Linked DNA regions of Mus musculus: regions 1, 2, 3 and 4 are each linked to region 5. The links are chromatin contacts, called in public promoter capture Hi-C maps. All regions are on one chromosome and are shown on one strand. The core of a region is the stretch at or near the end of the contact, and the rest is flanking DNA. Distances in the headings are between cores, read along the strand shown.

Region 1 (4,872 bases), core at 1,364-3,863, 410 kb after region 5:
GGGAACATGTCTTCAAAGAGATAAATAGAAATCACCAGTGTTTTCCCAGTAACATAAGGGATTTGATATATGACTGTTTGAAGATTTGTGTTTTGGACCCTGTTCTGTGTCTTTAGGGCACCAGTTACCCACCAGCCACTATCTGTGCTCACACGTATCTAATTCGCCCACCCACCAGTGTGCTCCCACCTCGAGCAGTGAGGGTTAAAGCCAGCTGAATCCTTGCTACTGTCTTAGTTGAGCTGGGGAAGAATGCTTTGCTGGTGTGGCCTCTCAGAACTGGATGGTACAAGGGTGGAGGGTGGAGGCATCTCCGGGGACAGGGACCCTACACCTTATCAAACCAGCTCTGTGTTGTACCAGTATCAGGTGCCCGGCTGTGCAGATCCTGTATGTGTCGTTCAGAACTAAGCAAGCGTCTTCTCTCCCTGAACCCGTGTCTCATCTGTAAGATGGAGTTAATAAAACCTCCGTGGAAGAAGTCTGGGTGGTGTCTTAGGGTTTTACTGCTGTGAATAGACACCTGACTTACAGGGTCAGAGGTTCAATCCATTATCATCCAGGCAGCATGGTGCAGGAGGAGATGAGAGTTCTACATCTTCATCAGGAGGCTGCTAGAGGAAGGCTGACTTCATCCAGGCAGTTAGGATGAGGGTCTTAAAGCCCATGGCCACAGTGACACATCTACTCCAACAAGGCCACACCTTCTAATAGTGCCACTTCCTGGGCCAAGTATATTCAAACCAGGTGGATAAGAAAATGAACAGAGCTACCTCTTTGGGTTGATCAAAGTGTGTTTTCGTCCTGGGGAGGGAGGGGAACCTTGATTCTGACTTAGTTACTTTTGAATACATGTAGGTTTTCATCTAGTTGGACATTGGGTGCATTAGTGTGTTGTTTTAAAGAAAGGGGCTTCCCAGGCAAGGTTCCATGTGGGGCTGAGCAGATGACACACGGTGTCCCAGCTTTTGGCTCCTGGTTTGCTCAAAGGCGGTCGAGGGAGGACTTGCTCTGCAAGAAGGCTGCCGGCTCGGAGCCCGTGGTTCAGTACCCGTGACAGGAAGACTGTGACATCTGCCACAGGAACTGTGTCGCTGGGTAGATGAAACCTGTCACAGAGCCCGCTAGAGCTCTTGGCTCTGTGAACCAGCAGCGTAGAAGCTAGTGGTAATTATGTCTGCCAATGGGGGACACCAGCAGGAGCAGAACAGGACAACAGGACGTGTCCTGGGAGGGGGGGCGCGGGGCGGGGAGACGCTTCTTTCCGGGAGTGATTGTTGGGGTGCCAGCAGCAGCAGGTCCTGAGGCTCACTTGCCTGATGTCTCTCAAGGGGGCTTTGGGCATCTGGCTTCAGAACCGGTCTTTGCAAGGAGACAGTACTTTATTGGGGACACCCTGCCTGCATTTTGCTTTGGTTCCCTCTTCAGCAAAACCAGCCCAAGGCCTCCAATACAGTCAGTAAAGCCTGCTATAAACACTCTCTGAGAGGGACCTAGAGTCAGGAAAGCGGCTGGGGTGGGTCCAGGATTAAGAGGAGGACAGGGCTGGGCAGAGGTGAAGGTCAGAGCCCGCTGAGCCACAAGCAGTAGAGATTGGGAACTGCCAGGATAATCATCCACTTAGTGTTCAGGAAAGTACCCGGGGCTGGTGTGGCATTTCAATGTTCGTCTTCAGGCCCTCGGGCCTCCTCTAGGAAGGTTATGTTTGTCGCACTGCTGTCTGGGTTCATGAGCCAGATGAATTGATGCGAATGAGAGCTCCCTGTCTGAGAGGCTTACACCTCAACTGGAGTTGTGCCTGCCTGAGGAAATGAGCTTCCCTGGATTTGTCTCAGGGCAACAACGAGCAGTGGTGGGTCCTGAGGACTGTAGAGCCATAGATGATGGGTGTGGGGCTGGTCTCCTGGCAACCTGAAAGCTCTAGTCTGGGGGAGGTTATCCTGGGAAAACCACCAGAGAGACAGAGGGGTAAGGAATAGGAACACCTCTGGGGTCCTGCCTAAGGACCATTGCTTGACTTAATAAGGACAGAGCATCCCACAGCGGGAGCCAAAGGCTGGGTGTGGGAGATACAGCAGTGTATAGTAGACAGGGTGGGCAGGAAAAACCCAGGGAGAGTAGTCACTGTTACCCCGCGAACAGCACAGAGGATGGTGGGAGGGAAGACAACACAGTAGCTGTGTATTTACACTAACAGGTATGTTCACCTTACTCACTGCCTTGGGTCTGGAAGTCTTCACTGGATCTGAAGTCTTCCCCATGAAACCGGGACTCAGGCTGTGTATGTAGCCAGGAAAGAGAAAGAGCGGGTTGGGTCTACCTCTGGACAGGCTACTTATGAAGCCTGTGTGACCTAGGGTCAGTGAGCCCAAAGAGGAGGGATGGGGAAGCTGGGGAGGGACTGTAAGCCTAGTGGTGGCACCCCCTGCCTCTGAGGCCTGCCCTGGCTCAAGCCACATGTGAATTCATGCTCCTTTGTGGCTCTCGGGCCAAGTACCCAGACTTCCCTTTTCTCTGCTCCAGGTTCCCCACCCAACTCCGTTACCATGGTTACATACACAGGCACTGCCCAGCAACCAGCACTAGCCCAGCATACCGGGTTTTGTAATCCTGTTCCTAAAGCCGCCGGTAGCAGCTGGGCGGGCAGACCTCTGCTTCAGGCTGTTCTGTGGTAACCATGTCCCCTCCTGCACAAAAGCTCTAAGGACCCCCTAAGAGCATGCTGTCACTGCTGTCAGCCTGTCGAGGGGCCGGGTCATCAGGAGGACTTGCCCAGTTTCATCTGCCCCATCACACCCAGTTCTGGAAATCTACCCCCAGTGCACATACTAGACCCACCCAGAGGCCTGCCCTCTTAGGGTAGGTTCTAGAGTAGACAAAGAAGGAGTTTCTATGCGAGCCCAGAGTAGTCTTCCTGGGACATTGCTTGCTGCACAGAGGTGGATTTATAAAATTCTGTGTTTAGCAACTCAACCTAGAAATGGCATGCCCTGTCACACAGAGTGATGAGCCGGCTGGGGCTGCGAAAATCCTAGTGTATGAGTCCCAGGGAGGCAGATGCACGGTGACCAAGGTGACCTGCCTTGAAGACAGGAAACAGTAGTGAGTGCTTTGTGGCTGGAGAGACATCAGGCAGGGAGGAGCAGACAGAGAAGGGAGTTTAAATGCCATTCCGAGGACAGCGGTGACAGCGTACTCCGCAATATGCTCCAAACATGGCTTCTGTGCACGGTGGATTCCCCAGCCCTTGAAAGTTGCCCAGTGAGGCTCCCTCTGCCTCAGAGATGCCACCCTTACAGAACACCTGGCTTATCCCTTCCTCCAGCTAGAGTCCAGCATGCATGTGCAGATGCATCCCTCCTGGATCTGTTCTTCATCCCCATCCCTCCTCCCCTCCTCCCTCCTCCCCTCTTCCCCTCCTCCCTCCTCCCCTCCTCCCTCCTCCCCTCTTCCCCTCCTCCCTCCTCCCTTCTCCCTCCTCCCTCCTCCCCTCTTCTCCTCCTCCCCTCTTCTCCTCCTCCCTCCTCCTTCCTCCCTCCTCCTCCCTCCTCCCTCCTCCCTCCTTCCTCCTCCCCTCTTCCCCTCCTCTCCTCCTCCCTTCCCCACGGCTGCCTGGAGGAGCCCATCACCCACGGTCCCCACTGGGTGCCTGGAGCTAAAAAGCTGCTGGAGGTGGAGGAGTGAGGAGGAACATTGCCAAGGACGAAGCACAGGTTGTGTTCCCACGTGGCTGTGTGGGTGGGTTTCACCGGGAAGGAGAGGATTTCTTGGCACTTTCCCTTCCTTAACTGTTTGCAGTTCCTGGCTAAGTTTAACAGGCTGGCTCTAGCAGTGATCTCTCTGAGGATTTCCTACCAATCCTGGTGCCTCCTCCCAGGCCATCCTCTCCCTGGCCATCTGTGTTTCTTGAGGAGGAGGAATACAGACCACCAAGGAGCTTCAGCCCCTTGCCTACAGGAGGGAGGGCGGCTCCATGCGGAGACAAACAGTGAGAGTGACTGGTGGGCCGGATGGGGCCTTGGATCTGGTGGGATACTCAGGTTTTAGGGTCTATCTGGCAGGCCAGTGCTTGGTTGACATGACAGCCACTGAGAACCAAAGTAGACTCAGACAGGGAAGGCGAAGCTAGATAAAGAAAGACCACTTTGACTGAAGGAGAAGATGCTGGGAGGTACCAGCAGGTGTGTGGGGCCAGATCTCAGCTTTGCTAAACACAGCTATAGGAATGTATGAGAGTCCCTTCAGACCCCAGATGTCCCTGCTCTGTAAATCCTGGAAGAAGGAGAGAAAGGATCTGATGCTATCACGTGTGATGCTAACTAAGCGGGATTGCGGGATGCCAACAGCTGACGGATACACTCACACGAAAGGCAACATGGCCATGGCACTGCCCTCGCGGCCTCTCGCGGTTTGGAACTCACCGAGTTCCAAAATGAACACTAGGACCTTAAGCTTTAGGATGATCCCCTCCCCCACCTGGACCAAGGATTTTGTCTTTGGAGAGAGCTTTGCGGGAACAGGGGAGGCCGTTTCCGAGGGTGTGGTCAGCTTCTGGGCCTGTGGCAGCAGTGAAATGCAACAGTGAGTGAGTGGGGTTACCAGGTTGGGCCCCTGTGAGGGCCATCGGATTTTTTTTTTTTAACCCTCACCGTGTTTCGCCAAACTCCATTTCACCTGCAGGCAACTCGGGACGTGGTACTGAGTCGGGCACCAGAGCAGGCGGAGGACCGGAAAGTGAGCCTGCAGAATGCTTCAGCCATTTATGACCTCCTGAGCATCACGCTGGGCCGGCGAGGCCAGTATGTCATGCTATCAGAGGTAGGGTCAGTCACTCAGCCTACCTCACTTCCTGGGAACTTAGTCATTCACAGA
Region 2 (5,139 bases), core at 2,023-4,522, 400 kb before region 5:
AAGATACAAACCACTCTATGAGAGTCCAGACTCAGTACAGACTCTCTAATGCTGCCAGTAAGTGCATTGTGGGATGTTGAAGCTGTGTGATCCTTAGGTGGGAGAGCCTGCCTACTCTGTAGGGTTGGAATGAAGATCAGATGAATCAGCTTGAATCCAGCACTTACCCAGCAGCACCAGGCTCATGAAAAACACCTGTAAGTGATGGCCTCTGTGGGGCCTTGCCCTTTGCTCTCTTGTAGAGAGGGCAGCGTGTGCTGGGGCTTGCTTGTCATATATTGTGTCCTCCCTTGGCCAGATTATCCTCTCATCCTGACTCACAATTTTGAGACTGTTTATAGATTTCTGCTCAGTTATCCACGAAACACAAGCAATGCTGGCATTGCTACTATTTTATTTTTCATAGTCTACATTTGGGTCTCAGCAGAAGCCTAGCACCCTGGACAGAACCCAAATGAGGATTCTAGGCTGGGCTCTAGACATCACACATATTAAATATATCCACAGAGATACAAATGTGAGCATTCATGTTTTCACACCACATGCATACACATGCGTAAGTATGTAGGTATGCATCCATCCTGACACTATATGGCTTGCCACGAGGAGCTATAACAAATATTCATTCCACATACATCTCCCTGTGTGTCTACTACAAGCAAACACTGTTTTGTTAGGGATCCAATAGTGAACCAAATAGTTGGAAAGCTGCCCAGTTAGAGCATGCATGCAACCTCAGAAAGGCAGTGAACAGGTTGTTAAAATCATGGTGTCCGGTGTGATTACAAATGAGACCAACAACCCACAAAGTATGGGCTAGCGGATGCACTAGGAAAGGTATGTTCTCTCTCTCTCTCTCTCTCTCTCTCTCTCTCTCTCTCTCTCTCTCTCTCTCCCTCTTCCTCTCCCCCTCCCCCTCTCCCTCTCTCCTTCTCTCTCTCTCTGTGTCTGTCTGTCTGTCTGTTTCTGTGTGTCTCTCTGTCTGTCTGTCTTTGTGTGTGTGTGTGTGTGTGTGTGTGTGTGTGTGTGTTAACCTAGGGAAAGCACAGAACTCTCAGAGCTGGCAGTAACATGAGCAGAGCCATTAAGGAAGTGAAGGGGTGACCCGCTCAGACAGCTAAGGGGGAGAAGAGTTCCAAGCAGAGGACAAAACCAGGACAAAGGTCCTGTGGCAGAACCGTGCCTGGCTGTAAAGTCCAGTGGAGAGGCCATTGTGGTTAGAAGAATAATGAGCTCCGTCACCTCAGCTAGTTACTTTGGAAAATAACACAGCGGAATTAAAACTGAGGTGGACTATGAGGGCAGGTACGTGCCACGCGAAGGCACCCGATGGCCTGTTTAAGACACACGGATGGAATTTCCTTTGGGCCAGTGCGGTCAAGGAAAACCTCCTACAGGAGGCCATGTGGATGCTTTAGGGTTTCCCTGGCAGAAGGAATGGCAACAAACTTGGAGGAGAGTTTGTGCTGCTGTCGAGAAGAAAAGACAGAGGCCAGGGCAGTGTTCGGACAGTCTCAATGGCAGACGGAGAAGGTTCTGCAAAGCCAAGGGAAGTCTGGCTGCCTCACCCCAGGGAAGCCTGGCCTCGATGGCAGAGCTGCCCCCATTCAGTGTCTCCAGGCCTGCCAAGACCCAAGTCTTGGTCTCTACAGCTGCTGTCCAGGCATTGGGTTCAAAGCTTCCGCTAGCAGACTAAGCCTTTCCCCTGCCCCTTGATGGGCATCACCCTTTCAGTGGGCACAAGCAAGGTTCCCACCAAGCCACGGACCCTCTCCCAGAAAGAAACCTCCTCCGAGGTCTGCAGGAGACCTCTCAGCCCTTCTGTACTTGCTGGGACCCCTCAGCTGAGAGTGAGAGAGGGAAGGAAAAGGGGGGGCACCCTTTCTTAATGGAAAATACTCCTGGCTTTCCGAGCCAGGAAGGCAGCCAGGGCTTGAAGATAAGGAGTCCAGGCTCCTGTGCCAGCAGCCCTGAGTCTCTCTCTCTCCTTACATCACTCATAAACCTGTGTGAGAAAAGCTGGGAGGTGGTTTTACCCAGGGACAGGGCAGCAAAGGATTAGCAGCTAATGTACTTTGGTTTACAGAGGCATTGTTACATAAACTACTCAGGAAGGGTCGGATATCCCCTGGGCTAGTGCTCCTGATCCTGGGTTGTAACTCTAGAGCTAGGGTTGTTTTACTCACTTGCCGTTTATTTTCAAAAGAGGTAGAAAAACACCCCAGTCGTTATTGAACCAGCAATCACACTTTAGAAAGAGATAGCCACAACTCCTGAATCTTCTGGGAGCATGATTTTGTGTGGCGGATGTTTCTTCTTGGGCCACCATTCAGTCTATAGAAACTGCTCTAGGTGAGACCTATATTCTTGGAGCTCAAAGAAGGCCTCTGAGAGCCACAGAAGTATCTTAACAATGGTGGCCCTTGCAGCAAAAAGGGATGTGGCCACTGGCTGCACAGCCATATTTATGCGTGCCTCCCTCACTCCCATCCCCACCAAAAATAGGGCCCGTGTCAGTTGGTAAAGCAACTAACTCCCAAACATGGGGTCTGAGATCAATCCCCAGAGCCAACATGAAAATGCTGGGCATAGTCCCAGAGACGAGAAGCTGAGGCTCATTGGCCAGCCAGTCCTACCACACTGGGGAGCTTCAGGCCAGTGAGAAAGACTGTCTCCAGGTAAATGACAATCTGAGGGTAATACTCAAAATTATCCTCTGGTTTCCACGTAGGCACACATGCGCGAGCACGCACACACAGGCACACTCACACATGCTCACATATACCACACACATGTGTGCACACACACACATTGGTATACTCACACATGAGCACATATACCATACACTCGTCCGTGTACACATACACTACACACACACAAACACACACACTTTTTTGAAAGTTGAAGGAGGGTCTAGAGCTAGTTCAGCAGTTAAAATCTCCCGAGGCTCATGCAGAGGACCTAAGTTCAGTTCCTAGTCCCCACATTACCACTAACTGTCTGAAACTGGTAAAGGGGAACATGGCACCCTCTTCTGGCACCTGTGGTGACTGGATGCACTTGGTATATAGGTATACATGCAGGCAAAACATCCATACACATAAAGTGAAAATAAATAAATGCTAAAGACTGAAGTGGAGGCAGGGTTGGGTGAACGACCTTTTAAAGAGTCACTTCAGAGTCAGATGCGGGAGGGCACTCAGGCCCCGGGTAAAGAAGAGCCACTGATGCCTGCCTCCCCTCAGCTGGGCATGGAGAGGGAGAACAGCTGAGAATGGCAAAGGCAAGGAGGGCCCCTCTCTATTTATCTTTCCTATGAGTCTGCATACTGTTGCTATAAGCTTGAGGGCAAACAAAACCAAAGGGTCACATAGCATTTGAATTTCTTTTTAAAGGAAATGGAAGCAATTGCCAAAATGTTGACGCTCCCGGACAAGAGAGCCAATGTCTATCTTGGCACAGTAGGGTGGGGAATTTTCTGAGGGTGATATTTGAATAAAGACATCTAAACTAGGGGGAAACCGTTTCTCCAGATCTTATCACTGTACAATGAAGACTTGTATAGAAACTGTTTGTCCCCGCCGCGTGTTTACTCGCCAATGGGAAGGATATCTCCAGGGCCAAAAGTTCAGGCTGCTGTGCACTCCCAAGTGGCGTGCGAACTTCAAGTGAACTGGCTTCCAAAGAGGCTCCAAAAATGAACTGGAAGGTCTTGTCTCTGAATAGTCCCTGTACTCGCTAAGGTCCTCCATGAAGAGATTTGAAATACCTAGAGAGATGAAAGGAAGGGTAGTGACGCTTCCACCAGCACACACACATGCACAGCAACACACACACATGCACAGCAGCACACACACATGCATACCAGCACATACAAATACACACCAGCATACACACATGCATACCATCATACACACATGCATACCAGCACACACAAATACACACCAGTGCACACACATATGCATACCAGCACACACAGATGCACAGCAGCACATACACATGCACACCAGCACACACACATGCACACCAGCACACACACATGCATACTAGCACACATAAATATACACCAGTGCACACACATGCACACCAGCACATACAAATGCACACTAGCACACACACATGCTCACTAGCACACATGAATACACAGCAGTGCACACACTTGCATACCAGTATACACAAATACACGCCAGTGCACACACATATGCGTACCAGCACACACACATGCACAGCAGCACACACATGCACACCAGCACACACACAAGCACAGCAGCACACACACATGCACAACAGCACACACACACGCACACCAGCACACACAATGCTTACCAGCACATACCTATGCACAGCAGCACACACACACACACACACACACACACACACACACAGATACTTCCTCTGACATCCTAGTTATATGTCATCAAGCTTACAGGTTTAAACCATTATTTATAATAAGGCAGATTTCCCCTACCAATAGGGGAATGTCAGAAAAAAGTGACTTAGTTGTTTTTGTTGTTTGTATTAAAAGTTAAACCCAGGGGCCTCATGCAAAACTCAACAGAAACCACTACCAACTGTAGTGTGTAGTGAGTGGCTATTTGCCCAGCCCTTTGTCCACTCTGTATGTTACAGCAGAGTCTGGGTTTCCAGGTTGGCCTTTGAATTAGGTGCATAGCTCCTGTGAGCCTTGTCCTTGTGATTCACCTACCTCCACCAGGAAAGCAGCTGAGAGGCTCTGCTTGAGCTTCCGGGCTTAATTTAGAATTTTAAATGGTGGCTTGCATTGATTTTCAGATGTGTTGCCATAACAGAAAGCTGCAGCTCTCCTCGAGTTGGGCTTCAGATCCTGCTGAGCATCGTGTCAAGTACCTACACAGTCTCTAGACTTTAGTACATCAGGAAGTGTTCACTGAATGCAATTTATCTACTTTCTTGGGCATCCAAACTCCCACTGAGCTGCAGTCTGCTATGGAGGGAAGAGTGCAGCTCTCTAAAGAGCTATTGTGGGTTCCATCTGCTAACTGCATCATGTTGGCCAAGCTATTTAAACTTCTCTAGACTTCTGTTTCTTTGTCTCCCAAATGGAGAGAGTGGTGGCAAATTCGGGAGAATCAGTGAGTGCCATAGTGTGAAGCTGTTTGG
Region 3 (4,615 bases), core at 1,524-4,023, 260 kb after region 5:
CCGACACTAAATGTCTGTAGTCAATGTGGGGAATAAAGTCACACTGAGCTACAAGGAGTGACCAGTGTCCCCTGGTCCATGCCCCAGTGGCTGGGATCCAGGGTCTGCCCACATCGGGGGCCACAGCAGAAGTACGTTTGCACCCTACTACATAGCTCAAAGTCCCCCACAGCTCCCTCACCCACAGCCTGGTTTTGCCATTTTTACAAACATGGAAACGATGACCCAGAGAGAGTAAACAGTCAGTGCCTCTCACAGAGTGGGTAGGTCAGTGGTGGAACCAGGATGTGCTTTGAGTTGAGCCTCTGTCTGTCCCCAGTTCTAGGACTTCCTTCCTCAGTACTTGGGCTACAAGTTCATCCTTTGTCTGAGTGCCTCTCCGTTCTCTGAGGAAAGCTCGTGTGCAAAGCTTCTGAGGGTGGGGTGAGCTAATCTTTGTCCCCTTGTCATTTCTACCCATGAATCACATGAGACCTAAACCTAACTTCAGGCAGAGAGGAAAAATTCCCTATCTCTGCACTTGGCCGTGACTACTTTTCCAAGACTAAGACCAGTGGAGTGTGGGAGCCCAGCCTTGCCTCTCACTTCCTAGCTGCGGGATGTGTGGGCACATTTCTCAGTGCTTTGGGACCACCATCAAAGGGGAAGGATTACGTCGTCCTCCGTGCTGGGTGGTTAAGGATCTGGAAAGAGCATGTCTGGAACCCTTCACCCACGGCCTACATGCAATCGGCCAGCCAGTGGTGTCTGCCATAGCCTCACGAGCCTCACCAAGCCCTGGTTTCTCCTTTCCTGGGTGGGCATTACAGACTACAGTTCCTTCCATTTCTTCCTTCATCAGAAGTGGGTGTTCCTGAGTTTGGGGGAGCAGGTGATGACAGGCTGAGAGGGCTCTGTACGCCACGGCACAGCACAGCTACCCTGGTTAGCTAAGCAGCATCCTGGCTCCTCATCTTCCCACCCTTCCACTACGGTTGGCAAGACTGTCTGCTTTTCTCTTCAGAAGCCTACTCTCTTGTACCTGGGCTCCTGTGAGCCTTTTAATGGGGGTGGGGGGGGGACAAACAAACAAATAAATAAACAAAAAACCTTAACTAAAGATAATGTTGGGGCTCAGAAAATACTCCAGAGCATGAAGCTTTGGTGCACCAAGGACTTTGAACTAAAGGACTGGGGCCTCTTCAGCCTCTGCTTCTGTGTCTCCTTTCTCCCCCCCCCCCACTCCCCCCTGCCCCCCCCTTCCCCCCCCCCCATCCTGGAGGGAAAGAAGCTCTCTGGGGCATTGTCTGTGAGGGAGATTTTCTTCAGGGGAGTTGCAGTTTTCATGGTTTCCTCTCTAGTCCCTCACTGAACTCAAAAGAAAAGGGGACCAGAGATCAGACAGCTTGCCCACAGAGACCTGCTTCAAGTAACCTTCTATTCTAGAATCTTTGCTCGCCCTGAAGCACTTCTCTTCTCCCCGTTCCCTAGAATCCCAAGCCCCTAGTTGAGACTTCTCTGTAATCCAGCATGACGTTTAAACTTTAGCCACCTGCCCCCCACTTTTTTTAAAATAAAAAAAATTTTAAAAATGATTTATTTGTATTTTATGTGTGTGGGTATTTTGCCCATTTGCATGCTGTGTATGGCATTCCAGAAAAGAGCATTGGATCCTCTGGACCTGAAGTTACAGATGGTGTGAGTGACCTTCTGAGTGCTGGGATCTAAATTCAGTTCTCTGTAAGAACAGCAAGTCCTCTTAACTGAAGAGCCCCCTCTGCAGCCTCCACCTGGCCTGTTTGATGTATTACAAAGTTTTGACACCTGTGCCTTTTCTCCTGTCAATTTACTGTCTGTTTTTATCTTAGCAGATTCAACCAGAACAATCTCTGAAGGCACCCAACATTAGAAAAAAAAAAGGAAAAGAAAAACCTTTGTCATTATACAGTCACATACAGTCACATGCACCCAGGGTCAGCTTCAAACCCTCAACCTGAGAAGAGAGATTCGAACCCCTAACATGAGCATCAGTGGTGAAACTCAAGAGATACCGAGGGCAGAGAGGCAGCACACATTCACACATTCTCAAAGAGAGCCAAGGCGTGAGTGTACAGACCACTAGTACCTGCAGGGACCGCAGCTAGGAGTGAAGCGAGGAATCTGTGGGAAGGTGGCCCTCGACTCAGCCTCAAGTGCAGGGGACTTTTAGCAAGCAATATGCAGAACCTGCCATCTGCTTGGGGGGTCTCTGCCTGTTCTTGGAAACTGTCTTTCCTTCTAGATCCTCTCCCCCTGATCCCCAACAACCCCAGCAGGCTGTGAGGTGGGGGAGGGGCTTGAGAACCCTTTGCAGCCCGAGCTCCTTTTGACAGCAACAGCGCAGATGCTCAGCTGACCATCTCCACGCCTCTCCTGGGCTTCACTGGGCCATTCCTCAGGTTATCCAACAAAGACATTGAGAGCCTAGGGAAGCTAGCTTGGGAACAGAGCCAAGACATTTGAGTTTGGACTCCAGTTGTAAACCTGCTTTCTCTGCAGACACCTCCTCAGATGAACAGGGTACAGAGTGAAGCCGGGAGGCAGCAGGTGCGCCACCGTGGGGACTGTGACGGGGCAGGCTCAGTGAGAAAAATGACAGATGGCTAGATGGGTTGATCTAGGGATTACTAAATCAGCAAGCTCTCCTTCTCCAGCCCCCAGCAGGCCCTTCTTGGATCTCTGTCCAGGAACTCCTAGCCCACCCCTAGGAAGCAGGAGGAACTGGGCCCGGTGCCGCCCACAGCCTCTGCCTCCAGGGGACTCTTTGAATAGGAGACACACGCACTTGGAGTGAGTTCCCACCCAGGGAGAGGCTGAAACACTTAGGGTTCCTATTTAAAGCCTCCTCCCATTCATCATTTCAGCACCAACCAACAATTAAACCTGATTCAGTCAACGCTGACAACACCGTCGGCCTGTTGCTGACTATTTAAAACTCTGTCCTGGCCTCTGGGGCCTTTAGAACCAGGACTGTTTGTCCTGCCAGGAACACAGCCCCACCCACCTGATCTTGAGATTCCCAAGGACATATGCAGGGTATAGGGTCTACCCCAGCAGCCCTGGCTGCAACTCTCTCTACCTAGCTCACTGTGGGGGTGGGGGCTTTGAGAGGCTGGGGGTGGGAAGACAGCGCTGGGAGGACCAAGAGCTGCCAGAAGAGGGGACTTGAAAAAAGAGAGAGAGAATGTAAAGGCCATAGGACTGATGTACACGGCATACTTGTGAGATTTCAAAATTAATTAATTAATTAATTAATTAATTAACTAGTGAAAGAATAAATCAGAAGTAACGTGAGAGTGATGCATATGCTTGGATGGGCAGGGCAGGCTGGGCAGGACTCCGGGAAAACCCACCAACTAGCTCTGTAGGCTTGACCTGGTCTTTTGGTCTTTCAGTGTCTGTCTTTCCCAAACTAGTGTGTAATAAGAATGACAAGAACTTTCTCCTCAAACCTTCTCCTGGGTAGTCAAGACCCCACCCCACCCCCAAGTCTGCTGGTCCCAAGTGCTAAAGAGAAGTCGGAAATAGCTCGATCTAGGGCTGGGACTAGGATGAGGCAGCTCGGCGGTAGTGTTACGGTAGGGTTGTGGCAGGGTTTCCTGGTGTGGCCACAGCTCTCCGAGACGGTATCACTATGCGGTGGGTCTACACTGGTGCAAAGCTGTATGTTGTCTGACTCAACTCAGCTTTGAAGGCCAAGCAAGACTTGAAAAGGCCTGGAGTTAATAAGAAGCCAGGCTAGATAGATCTCCTTAGACCCTGCAAAGATGTGCCCCCTCCCCCAAGCATTTCCCATTGGACCGCTACAGTCTTCCAAAAGGAAATGCCCAGGCAAAGGAGACAGCTTGCAGTTGAGAGGCTGCAGGCTTCAGAAACCTGGATGAATGGCTGACTGGGGTGCCTATTTAACATATCCAAGTGGATAACAGGCAGATCTCCCAGCATCCCTCAGTCCATACCTGTTCCAGGGTGTGGTTGGCATACCCTGCCCCTTATCCTAAACTTCTCCAGCCCAGGGGCTGGGCTGCCCTTCCCAGTATAGTCTCAGTTACTCTGCCCCTTTGCCTACCCTTCATTGTCTTGTCTCCTGGCCTGGGTTGCCCCTCTTGGCCAGTGGCTCCTCTCTTGTTCACTCCCCCTGTGTCCTCCCATGGTCTGGTTTAGTCTGCCAGCCATGTTCAGCCTGGAGTCTTCCCTCTGCTTTCTTTCTGTCTTATATTTACAATAAAATCCTTCTCTGTACTTTAGGAGTAGTCATGATGCTCCCCCTTCCCACCCCACCCCACCCCACCCCTGCCATATTTCATTTTCTCATTCAGTGGATGATTAGGGGGTCCAGAGGCTGGGCTCAAGGGCACTGACAGCCACTCACCCCATCATAGGATATTTTATATTGCACAAGGTGACAGGGGCTTTATATGTACCCTAAAACTGTCTGTGAGGATGAAGCCACTGACACCCTCAGGGTGCCAGGGAGGAAGGAACAGAGTAAGGACCAGGGAGGGGAGCCAGGGAGGTGAAAGCAGACCCACGATTGGCTGCCTTCCTAAGGTCCCTAAGGCTTCTTCCCTGCTCTGAGTTCCTGGTTTATAGTCAG
Region 4 (5,118 bases), core at 1,577-4,076, 430 kb after region 5:
GGTTGTGAGCCACCATGTGGTTGCTGGGAATTGAACCCAGGACCTCTGGAAGAGCAGTCAGTGCTCTTAACTGCTGAGCCATCTCTGCAGCCCCCCTGTGATTTGTATATTCAGTAAGAATCCAGGCGAGCTCTCCACACAGTGGTCCCTTGCTTTGCCTAGATTATCCTCACCTACCTGGCAGGTCCTGACACTGCTGCTGGCTCTGTGTGTCTCCTCATGCCTGCACTTACCTGGGCGTGCATTTACTCTCTTGGTTGGTCTAAGTGGGAAAAGAAACACTCAAGGAAAAAAGCGTAGAACTCTTGGGTGGGAAGGGAAGGAACGTCCATCGTGCCCAGCGTGAGGACTGACCAGAAGCACTGCTGAGCAAGGGGCTTGGCCCCACAGTGCAGCGCAGCGCAGCAGCGTTAAGTGTTGTTTTGGCCTGAGTCCTTTCCAGACATGAGAACCCAGATAGGAAGGGAGAAGAGCAGGGCTCCACCTCCTGTCCCTGGCTCTCCCACTTTGCTCTCAGCATCTTCTCATGACTTCAGCACTGAATGTTCGGCTGGCCCGGTGCACTCTCCCTGGCCTGCTCTGGGAGGCCATTCCCTTGCTGGGAGTCTGCCTGAACCCTAAGCTGTGTGAGGTGCACTAGGATCTACTCCTTTGTTTCCAGGGCCACCCTGGAAAGATGCTTCCTCTCACACTGGCTTCACTCTCACGGTCCTGCTTGGAAATGGATTGGGCAGCCCCTCACTCCCTTGTGGTGTGAGCCAGCCCCCTCACTCCCTTGTGGTGTGAGCCAGCCCCCTCACTCCCTTGTGGTGTGAGTGAGCCCCACTGCTCTGCCCAGCTGCACTCCCCAGGACGTGCCCTGTTCTCCTTACAGGCAGATGGAGAGGTTTGGGCTTTGAGATTGATGCCCACCACTCCCCTGCCCCCACTTCCCCACCCCCTCCCACCCCCTACCTCAGGAGGAGCCCCATGAGTGAGAACTTTTCTATGTGCAAGGAGATAGCTTTCAGCAGGTTCTTAAAGGGACGGAGACCCCAGAACCGTGGTGATGGTGGAAGTGGGTGTTTGCCTTTGTGCATCCTGACTGTCCTCACTCCCTGGTGCTTTTCTTCCCCTCCCTGCCCCACCCCCACGCCACCCCCACCCCCACAGTGTTCTTGTGGAGCTGCCTGGAAAATAGTGTCTCTGCTTCTGCAGGAAGAGCCTTAAGGGGGCAGCCTATGCCATGAGAACTGCTCACTGACAGAGACTGCACCCGGGGAGCTGCAGAAGCTGCTCTAGGGTGTGAGACCCTGTACAGTATTGTTCCCTGTTACTACAGTGCGCTGTTCTGCAGAGCACGAGGGAATGGGGGTGATCTACCCCGTGGAGACCTCCCTCACTCGGTTTGCTCAATTAGTGGGATCCAATGACGTGGAGAAGTCCGTCTTTATCAGCTCTGCTTTGATCTGAACTGGCCCTAAAAGGCTACAAAACTAACAGATAGGAATTCCCTTTGCCAATAAATTAAAACTGTTCCCCACAGATGAAACCCTGGGGTACAGAAACCCATGGATTATCAGGAAATGTCATTGAATCCATTACAGGTCAGGGATCACTGAAAAATGTCACTGCTTTTCGGCTGCGTGTCCCGCTTCCCCAGCTGGCCCCGTGCTAAGAGCAGGCCGTATGGGACTCCAGCTGTTGCTAGCAACTAATTAAACCACCAGTCCAGTAAATATTGCTCAGCAAAACAACAGACCAACCTGCCACGGCCTGGCCTCATCAGCCCCAGCAAAGTGTATTCTCAGGCCTGTGACATGGCTTGTCTCCCACCAAGCCACCTTGCAGCGGCTATCCTGGTGGCCAGGCCTTCTAGAGGCGCCCCCTTTCCTGCAGAGTCATCAGTCAGTTCAGTGGACCCAAGGACTGTCGCACATGGAGGACAGAAGCCAGCAGGTCAGTGTAGGGATGGTTGCTTTGCCTGCTACTGTTTGGGAGAGGCCTAGACAAAGGAGGATGCTGACCGCTAAGCAGACTCCCATCTTCTAAGTTTATCCTAGTAGGAGAGCCAAGTCAGGTCACTGCCCTGAGTCACGTTTATCACTTAGGTGCCACCGGCAGCAATGTGTTCCTCTTTAAATAAAATAAATTTAACAACCTGCCCTGACTCTTCTGCTTCTCAAGTGTGCTGAGACACGGACTGAAGGTCCCTGGTTGGTGGACTTCTGTGTCTGAGGTCCCGGTGTGGAGGGGAGGCCACAAAGTTCCGTCGACACCTGGCACTGACAATGTTTAGTGAGTGAGCCAGGAGCTTGAAGGAAGGGGATCCGGATGAGGCTGGGCTGTGAGTGACACAGGGGAGCAGTCACTGTCCCCACACGGGCACGCAAGGTAGAACCCGGCCTCTGGTGAGTCCAGCTTCTGAAGACCCTTCTTACTTGGGGATTAGGAAGCCAAGTGCAGGGGTCTTGATGCCCGGCCCGTGCTGAGGGACGGCCTTCGGTTAGCCCGGCTCAGGTTTAAAAATGCAGAAACGTGAGGAGGCAGACTGACTCCTCCACGGGGACAGTATGAACCTGGTGTGATGGGAACCAGATATCCCTAGCAGCTTCCTGAAACCCTCTGGGCTTTCCACTAAGCCCTGGACACATGTACCAGGAGGCCCACGGCCAGGCGGCCCACAGGCTTCCTGTGGGGAATGGGAGAATTTCAGCAGGCCCAGAGTTGTCTCTGCTGGTCCTTCCCATCTTTGAAGCAGCTGAGAAGCCTGACCAGGAGGGAGAGGAATCTGGGGTGGGGAGGGATGGACCACCATGAGCACTGTAGGGAGATGGTTTTAGGTAACACATTCCTTCAGCTTTAGTCAGGCCCTTGTAGTGAAGGTCACCATAGAAACCAAACAAAGTCCCTAGGCCAAGGATGGGAGCTTTCCAATAACCAAGCTGTCAGCCATTCCCCCGCCCAGCCCTGCAGCCCGCCAGACTGACTCTGAGGACCCAGGGCCCACAAGTGACACGGGAGTAAATGTGTTTTCTTCCTACCTCCACAGTGGGCAGGGCCATCTACCCACCCCTTATCTGACACAATAGACATTCCTGAGAGCCCCTGCTGGCCCAGCCCCTAGTCCTAGGAGACTGGGGAAGTCCTGAGGGAGCCATGTGTCAAAGCCACAGAGGAACTTGCCAGTGGAGGAACAATATGGCCCTCTCCACAAGCCACTGCTCGCCCCAGATAAACAAACGAACTGCTGCATCCATCGGCCCCAGGAAACCAGGGCTGTTTTGGAAAATGTTTGAGGTGATCTAACTAGGTATTAGCTGGAGCCAGACTGTAGCTAGATCCAGTCAAGGCTGAAACTGAGCCTCCAGGGCATTTCTCCGAGCCACCTACCCACCCCACCCCCACCTCAACACACCTACTTATCAGGTTGCATGTGACATATTTCTGGAGGGGTAGTCCACCAAGCAGAAGGGATCAGAGTCCTGGGACTTGTGCTAACATTTCTGCCTTAAACCCAGTGTGTTTATTGGATTGTTCTTATTAAGGGCTTGTAGCACATCAAAAGGATGCTTAAAATACCAACACTTGAAGAGGGGGTGGGGATCAGAGGTATTAACACTAACATAGTTTATCACTCTGCTGGGTTCACTAAACACGCTTGGCTGCCACAGTGCGCGGGGACAGCAGCCAGGACTCTCTGGCCATGTGGCCGAGGAACTGCTAAGCCAGGCATAATCACGGGCACCGGGCACCGTCAGATCCTTCTCAAAGGTCAGCTACTCCTTGGCTGAGCGGCGGTTGGCGGTCAGCGTTTCTCCTCCTTGGCTCTCCCGTGAGCACCTCCGTGGTGACTGTAGTGACTTAGGACCGGGGCAGAGCCCTGTGCGTGCATTAACTGCTCTGCCCCGCAAGCGCCTGCCTCTTCAGTGGGAAGCCATTAGGGTTAGCAAGCTGGCTGGAAACCAAAGATGCAGAGACTGAGGCTCTATCTACCAGGCCAGAACCTCCCCTTTGTCCTAACTGAGAGCTTCTCAGCCTACCTGAAATGGCAAGGCCTTTTGTAGTGTGAGTCCTGTTCAAGTCTGAGAGGTTATTAGGGAGGTTGTTAAGTGACCTGTGGTAGGAGGATGTTGGGAGGCTGGTGGGGTGGGGTCAGCTGACAGTCGGTGCTGCACACAGATGGAATAGTTTGTTCAGGGCACCATGAACCAGATCTGTAGGCTGGGGCTCCTCGCCGGGTGGAGCATGCGGGGCCTTTGAAGGCCGTGAGTTACTGCTCCAGGAAGCTGGGACTTTTGGGCTGTTGCTTTTTAAAGCTTCAAAGTCGGATTGAGTTAAATTTATTAAGAGATGGAGGGATCATTATGAGCCTTCGACATTAGGGAACAGGGGCCACAGTAATCCTCCACACCACGGGGGAAAATCATTAGCTTTAAGGTTAAGAACTGCTAAAAAAGGATCCCTCGAGTGTTAGAGATTAGTCTGAGGGAAAGTCATAAAACTAGGGACGGCCCCTCCCTTCTCAGGGAGGCCATGCCTGTGAGAGTCCCTATAAAAATCACACCCTCCAGGAGCAGGTGCCTGAGTTACCCGCCCCTCCCCCTCCTGGCTTTCCCAGAGCAGTGGGATGTGGAGGATCTAGGGAGCCCTGCATCACTTAGCATGGCCCTGGCATCCAAGATGAGGCTGGGCCTCCTTGCAGAAGCCTGGTGGTAATCACCGGCTGCACGGGCACCTAGGGGACTGGCTGGTGCTGTGGGTGTCCCCGAGGGAGGACAGCTCCTCTCTGTGTCTGTCCGTGCACATCCTGTTACTCTGTCATGAAGCGGGGACCCCTGTTGCTGCTCCAGATTTTATCCCTGCTTTTCAGCTTCCTCCACCCCACCCCCGGCTACCCTCCTGATCCCTCTGGCATCCAAGTTCACTGGTCCCCAGAGACACCTCTGTTCTTGGAGCTTTCCCACTTCAGACCTAAACCTCTGCCCTGGAGACTGGATGCTGACCTTTGCCCCTTGTATTATTGAAGTCTGAAGGTCTCTCTGTGGCAGAGGCTGCATCCTCTACTCTGCTTGCTGCCCTAGTGTGGGGGAGGGGGGTGGAGGATGGGTGTGAAACTGGACACTTGTACACCCCAGG
Region 5 (5,085 bases), core at 1,153-3,652:
GCCACTGGCCTGCCTGTAGCTCCCACTGCTTGGCAGCTAAGGCTGCCATGCTCCTCATGCCCACCCTTCGGGTCTCACACCACAGATGAAACAGGAACAGGGCTGGGCACCTCTCTAAGGCCACCCAGCCACCACCCTTGAAATGAGGCAAATCACAAGTGACCAAGGGTCCCTGCGTGATGTTGATTCTTTTCACGTGTGGCTTTACTAAGAGGGCCCCCCTCCTTCTTCTGAGCTCAATGGAAGAGGAAGAGGTGATTCCCATAGTGCTATGACTCTCAAAAAAAAAAAAAATTCCCCAGCGTATGGGACTCACTTCTCCAACTTTGGGGCAATTCATAAAACACGGGCGGTGACAGATGCATCCAGAGAGAAGAAATGACGCTCTCAGCGTCATTAATGAATTAGTGGTTAACTAATGCAACTCCACGGATGGCCACCTTCTTGAGCAAGAACAGACATGCAGGGATGGAAATGGATGGTTATCCAGCGGGCATTCCCCACCACCCCCCGCCACCTCCCCGAGAGTCATAGCCTGGGTGCAGAAACAGGGGGTCCCTGTGGCAATCTGGGTAGCCGACTATCCAAACCAACCAACTCCTGGCTCAGTAAGGGACCTTGCCTCCATAGATCAGGTGCAGAGTGATGTAGAAAGACACCCACACACATGCATGTAAACACACACATCATACTTTACACGTACACATACACAGAAAGGAAGTTGTTTACAGATTTTAACTTATGCACCATGTGTCTGCAGGTTTGTTGGTGTCCACGCAGGCCAGAAGAGGGCAGCAGATCCTCTGGAACTGGAGTTTCAGGAAGGTATGGGCTGCCCGGCAAGAGTGCTGGGAACTAAGTTCAGGTCCTCTGCATAAGCAGCAAACTGTGAGAGCAGTCTTAACAGGGCAACCTCTCCAGCTCCAAAAGGGTAGATTTGAATTCTATTTCACGCCATAGCAAAGTCCCAGCACCATCATCTTCATCATCATCATCACCACCACCACCATCATCACCATCACCACCACCACCATTATTACACTAATTGTGGTGGCAATCATTCCTTAGTCCTGTATGGAATACATCATTTCCTTTGTTAGTACTGCACTGTAGTGAGTTGTCTTTCTCACTTTTCCCATCCATAAGTGAAGGCACGAAACATCAGATTCATAGAACAATTCTCTTGGTCACACAGCTGATAATAACAACCGAGTCCGGACTCAAATGTAGCATGCTCTCCTTCCACACTGTGACCCTGACTCCATCTATTGAAAGGGTTTTGTTAAGTGTGTTTTTATAAACCCAAAGAAGACAAAGTCTACTTCCGGTCTCCCGGCATCCTCTCCTCCACTACACACTCTTCCTGGGATTTGCAGGTCAGGTCATACTCCTTCCCCAGGGAGAGGATTTCTTGGATCGGGTGGCTCAACCAGCTGATGCTGACAGTCGGTGTTCGGAAGGCTAGGCATTAGGATGAAAGCAGCAGCAGTCTTTTACAACGCGGAGACAGAGGCTCTGATCCAGCCTGTAGTCATTCGCTGTGCGCTCAACATGACTTGGGCCAACCCTAGGGTGCTTCGTCGGCTGAATGGCCGTAATTTATAGGTCTATTTCTGAAGGTGTTTTTAGAAGACATTAACCTTGCAGGAAACGGAGTAAGAAAAGCAGACTCCCACCCAGTGTGAGTGGGCCTCGTCCACCGAGATCTTCAGTAAACCAAGATAGAACGGAGAATGAGACTGTGGGCTTTTTCACCTCTATAACCTCTCGAGCTGATTCCCACGTTTCTTTCCTGTCACCTGTCACTCTGTTTCCCCAGGGGAACCAGCCCAAGGTTTGTCGCGCTGTGTCGGCACCGTCTTCCCTCTGGCTCATTGCTGCCCTCTGCTAAAGACACTCGTCACATTGGATTCAGACTGTTGTCGTGACATCATTTCAAGGCGGTCATTTCCATCAAGATCCCACCTTCAAATACAGCTACATTCTGAGGCATTGGGGTAAGACTTTAAGGTCGGGAGAGGAAACAAACTCACCCCAACATAAACTCACTCTATTTAAAGGAGAGCCCAGGAGAATGGGTTTCCACAGTTGGATTCCGGCACCATTAGGAGGCGCTCTGGTATTCACGAAGCCCTGTGGGTAAGAGCCCAGCCTTCACTGGGGGTAATTTTTTTATTACATATATTTATTTGGAGGTGTGTGCTGTACACACACACACCACAGCGTGCGTGTGGGCAATCAGTTCTCTTTTTCTACCGTGTAAGCCTCGGGGATTAAATTCGGGTTCTCAGACTTGCCGCAGGTGTCCACACCGCTGAACTATGTTGCTGCCCCTCCACCTTCTGTCCTCACCAAGACTCCTCAAAGGTGTCACAGCCTCTCCCAAAAGTGCCCTGGCAACTGGAATGTGGCCATTATGAGGATAGGGATTGTGATGGTGGTCAGAACCTGGTGAAGCCAAATGGTATTGTCTTAAAAGATGTCCTGTGGCCCTGGTCCGCAGCACGGTGGTTATCTGGATGGCGATGGAGGACAGGGAGGTGATGGAAGCCCGAGGGGCAGGAGAAAGCTGCCCCACACTCTCCAAGGTGGCCCCTGTTGACAGCATGCCTGAAGGCAAGCCAAAGGCCTCTTTGGTAAGAGGACCCCTCTCTTGATTTGCCCCATCCATCCCACTGGGGGTCAGGGGTAAGGGGCTCTAAGCCTTAGAGTCTGCTCACATGTGCTAGAAGATTCAGTTGACAAGAAGAACAGTGTCCCCTATATCCCTATAACTGGTTCCCAGCTGACACCGGGAACCAGAAAAACTTTACAGGATTGTAAGGTTGAGTGAAACTTTGTCTCTGTCTCTCATTTGAGGCCCTTACTTCCCTCTGTGGACAGGACACACACACACACACACACACACACACACACACACACACACACACACACACAAACAAACATATACATATATATGTGTTGCTTGGTTCTTTCAACACCTGGGCTTCTTCCTCACTCTGGAGCTCCTGAAAGATCTGTTGTCTGACAGTTAGGTGAAGGGTGGGGGATGGGAAAATGACCTCCAGGGTGATAAAGAGTAGACCTGAGCAGACACCTTCCTGATCCACCAATGCCTCACAACTTTTGGGCACTCGCCCTTCATGGGAGTTCACCTTCCCCTGTTATATACACTTCTAGCAAACACCCCGTCTAGGTAGTCTTTGCAACACACCCCAGGCTCCTGAAGCTCGGAGCAGAGGGTGTGGTTGTAGGGAGCCCCACACTGACTCCCCCATTATCACCCCACTTCTTCTCCATCCCAGGATGCAGAAGTCCCCAAACTAGAACTGCCTACCCTGGAAGAGAACGGGATCTGTGAGGACAGAGATTGTCCGGGGCCCCCTAGGTCATTGCCTCCAAAGTCCGGCCCAAACGCCAAGGGTCAGGCTGGCGATGGACCTGGACTGGAGTCCGTAGAGCTGCCCCTGCCCCTGGAGACAGAACACCGCAACGCGATGGAGCTGGAGAAGGTGCGCATGGAGTTTGAACTGACGCTCCTCAAGTACCTGCACCAGGAGAACGAGCGGCAGAGGCAGCATGAGGAAGTGATGGAGCAGCTGCAACAGCAGCAGCAGCAGCAGCAGGCTTTGCCTCACCAGGTAGCAGAGTGGGCTCTGGGCTGTGGCTGTACTGGCTTGGCTATGCATCTTGTCTGCTGGTCCCAGGTCTGGCTGAGAGGTGGTGAGCATCATGTAGCTGCCTCTACCCACTGGTGCCTGGATCGGTTTGCAGGATGGCCTGAGACCACTGCCCCTGTGATTAGCTTCCCTGCTATGTTAGATTCAAGCCTCTAAAGAGAGTTGAGAGTAGAAGATATCCTGAAACCACATCCTCTACCCAGAATCCCTTTTGATGGTCTCTTCGTGTCCAATACTCATACTATGACAGGCTTTCCGCCACTGTTTTTAAAAAGTTATTTTAAGATTTATTATATATAAATCTGTGTTCTGCCTGCATGTACACTTGCATGCCAGGAGAGGGCACCAGATTGTAGGTGGTTGTGAGCCATCATGTGGTTGCTGGGAACTGAACTGACCTCTGGAAGATCAGCCAACCCTCGTAACCTTGGAGCCATCTCTCCCTCCCCTTTCCAGTACTTTTATTTCTAAGATGTGCCAGTCGTTCCTGTCGCCTGACTATTGAATGATAACAGAAACCTATCCTTTTTTTATCCGTTTTCTCTGTTGGACACATGACCTTACTTATTAGAACCAACCAAAGCAACATTCTCTTTACAAGAAATAGATGCTCAGCCCCTACCATGCTACATGGAGACAAGAGTGCTCATCTGAGGGATGGGGTCTAGCTCAGTCTGCAGAGTACTTGAGTAGTATGCATGAAGCCCTGGGTTTGGTCTCCAGCATCAACTAAACATAAGTAGAGGCAGAATAATCAGTTCAAGGTGACATGGTAAGTTTGAGGCAAGACTGGGCTATGTGAGACCTTGTTTTAAAAGAAAAATTGGATGGAATGCCACCTGGGGTACTTAACACTGTGGCCAGACTATTCTAAACACCCTGTGATGAAAGATGTCACCACTTAAAAGAAGTGCCTCCTGGTCTCTGAAGTCATAGGTTCTGGGTAAAAAAACTCAGGCGCTAAGATTTTGTTTTTAAACCACTTAACCTTGAACACATTGCTACTCCCCCTCGAGCTTTGGTCTGCTCATCACTAAAGTAGAACCTGTCTCATGGGTCACTGTAAAGGATGAGAGAGGGAGTGCGTGGACGCTGCTCTTCAGTGGACCAGCACATGAGATAAGCGCTCAGTAATCGCTAGCTATTACCATTTTTATGAACTCACGCAGTTCACTGCTTGACCCGAGTGCAACGACTTCCATTCATCACTTCTCGGTCTCCTTGGGATATGATGCATCAGCCCCACTTCCCAGCTCTGAGTCAGCCTGGATTCTGAGAAGGTTGTCATGATCTCAGCTACGGCTGTAACTGTTGAGAAGGGTGTGACCTAAAGTTAAATCCCATTGCAGATCTCACTGCAGGTTATCAGCGGCTCCACCCATCAGTGCCGCACCGATACATTCTC

What was found. Promoter capture Hi-C pulls out the DNA fragments that hold promoters and counts their contacts.
Region 1: a promoter capture Hi-C map of the HPC-7 cell line shows a contact between it and region 5, with 3 times the contacts expected there. The contact joins the enhancer-like site here to the promoter of Tmem247 in region 5. A contact is called at or near these places in 7 of 39 promoter capture datasets (the 3T3-L1 cell line, the C10 cell line, the HPC-7 cell line and 4 more), 3 of 484 Hi-C or Micro-C datasets (embryonic fibroblasts, embryonic stem cells and ventricular fibroblasts) and 1 of 9 other capture datasets (liver).
Region 2: a promoter capture Hi-C map of hippocampal neurons shows a contact between it and region 5, with 8 times the contacts expected there. The contact joins the enhancer-like site here to the promoter of Tmem247 in region 5. A contact is called at or near these places in 16 of 39 promoter capture datasets (the 3T3-L1 cell line, 3T3-L1-derived adipocytes, the C10 cell line and 11 more), 3 of 15 datasets of contacts at CTCF or cohesin (the NIH/3T3 cell line, embryonic stem cells and large pre-B cells), 16 of 484 Hi-C or Micro-C datasets (the AML12 cell line, CD4 T cells, CD4 single positive thymocytes and 12 more), 9 of 115 datasets of contacts at active chromatin or transcription factors (T-cell acute lymphoblastic leukemia, VIP interneurons, embryonic basal ganglia and 6 more) and 4 of 9 other capture datasets (adipose tissue, embryonic stem cells, liver and 1 more).
Region 3: a promoter capture Hi-C map of embryonic stem cells shows a contact between it and region 5, with 2.7 times the contacts expected there. The contact joins the enhancer-like site here to the promoter of Tmem247 in region 5. A contact is called at or near these places in 7 of 39 promoter capture datasets (the 3T3-L1 cell line, embryonic stem cells, hippocampal neurons and 3 more), 2 of 15 datasets of contacts at CTCF or cohesin (both in the NIH/3T3 cell line), 2 of 484 Hi-C or Micro-C datasets (cortical neurons and trophoblast stem cells), 1 of 115 datasets of contacts at active chromatin or transcription factors (pancreatic cancer cells) and 3 of 9 other capture datasets (adipose tissue, embryonic stem cells and liver).
Region 4: a contact with region 5 is called in a promoter capture Hi-C map of stem cell-derived epiblast-like cells, with 2.4 times the contacts expected there. The contact joins the enhancer-like site here to the promoter of Tmem247 in region 5. A contact is called at or near these places in 2 of 39 promoter capture datasets (liver and stem cell-derived epiblast-like cells), 1 of 15 datasets of contacts at CTCF or cohesin (the NIH/3T3 cell line), 2 of 115 datasets of contacts at active chromatin or transcription factors (large pre-B cells and pancreatic cancer cells) and 1 of 9 other capture datasets (liver).

The regions. Positions count from the first base shown.
Region 1 is chr17:87,324,643-87,329,514 of GRCm38.p6, forward strand. It overlaps Ttc7 (tetratricopeptide repeat domain 7), which reads left to right. Exons shown (of 20, transcript NM_028639.3): 9 at 4,681-4,818. Among named protein-coding and RNA genes, the nearest start is that of Gm52284, 20 kb to the left of the region's middle. Within about 2 kb of position 2,614, at least 99 of the 459 cell types and tissues checked have an H3K27ac peak or open chromatin away from gene starts, as enhancers often do. A contact at or near this core is called in the HPC-7 cell line and hippocampal neurons, where this site is marked.
Region 2 is chr17:86,511,864-86,517,002 of GRCm38.p6, forward strand. All of the region lies in intron 10 of Prkce (protein kinase C, epsilon), which reads left to right. Among named protein-coding and RNA genes, the nearest start is that of Gm30284, 69 kb to the left of the region's middle. Within about 2 kb of position 3,273, at least 10 of the 459 cell types and tissues checked have an H3K27ac peak or open chromatin away from gene starts, as enhancers often do.
Region 3 is chr17:87,176,483-87,181,097 of GRCm38.p6, forward strand. No RefSeq gene overlaps it. Among named protein-coding and RNA genes, the nearest start is that of C330024C12Rik, 16 kb to the right of the region's middle. Within about 2 kb of position 2,774, at least 33 of the 459 cell types and tissues checked have an H3K27ac peak or open chromatin away from gene starts, as enhancers often do. A contact at or near this core is called in adipose tissue and embryonic stem cells, where this site is marked.
Region 4 is chr17:87,348,030-87,353,147 of GRCm38.p6, forward strand. The region is part of intron 15 of Ttc7 (tetratricopeptide repeat domain 7); the gene reads left to right. Among named protein-coding and RNA genes, the nearest start is that of Gm52284, 44 kb to the left of the region's middle. Within about 2 kb of position 2,827, at least 158 of the 459 cell types and tissues checked have an H3K27ac peak or open chromatin away from gene starts, as enhancers often do. A contact at or near this core is called in the NIH/3T3 cell line, pancreatic cancer cells and stem cell-derived epiblast-like cells, where this site is marked.
Region 5 is chr17:86,914,946-86,920,030 of GRCm38.p6, forward strand. Tmem247 (transmembrane protein 247) reads left to right here and starts at 2,403. Exons shown (of 3, transcript NM_030104.1): 1 at 2,403-2,636; 2 at 3,306-3,641. The coding sequence starts at 2,520.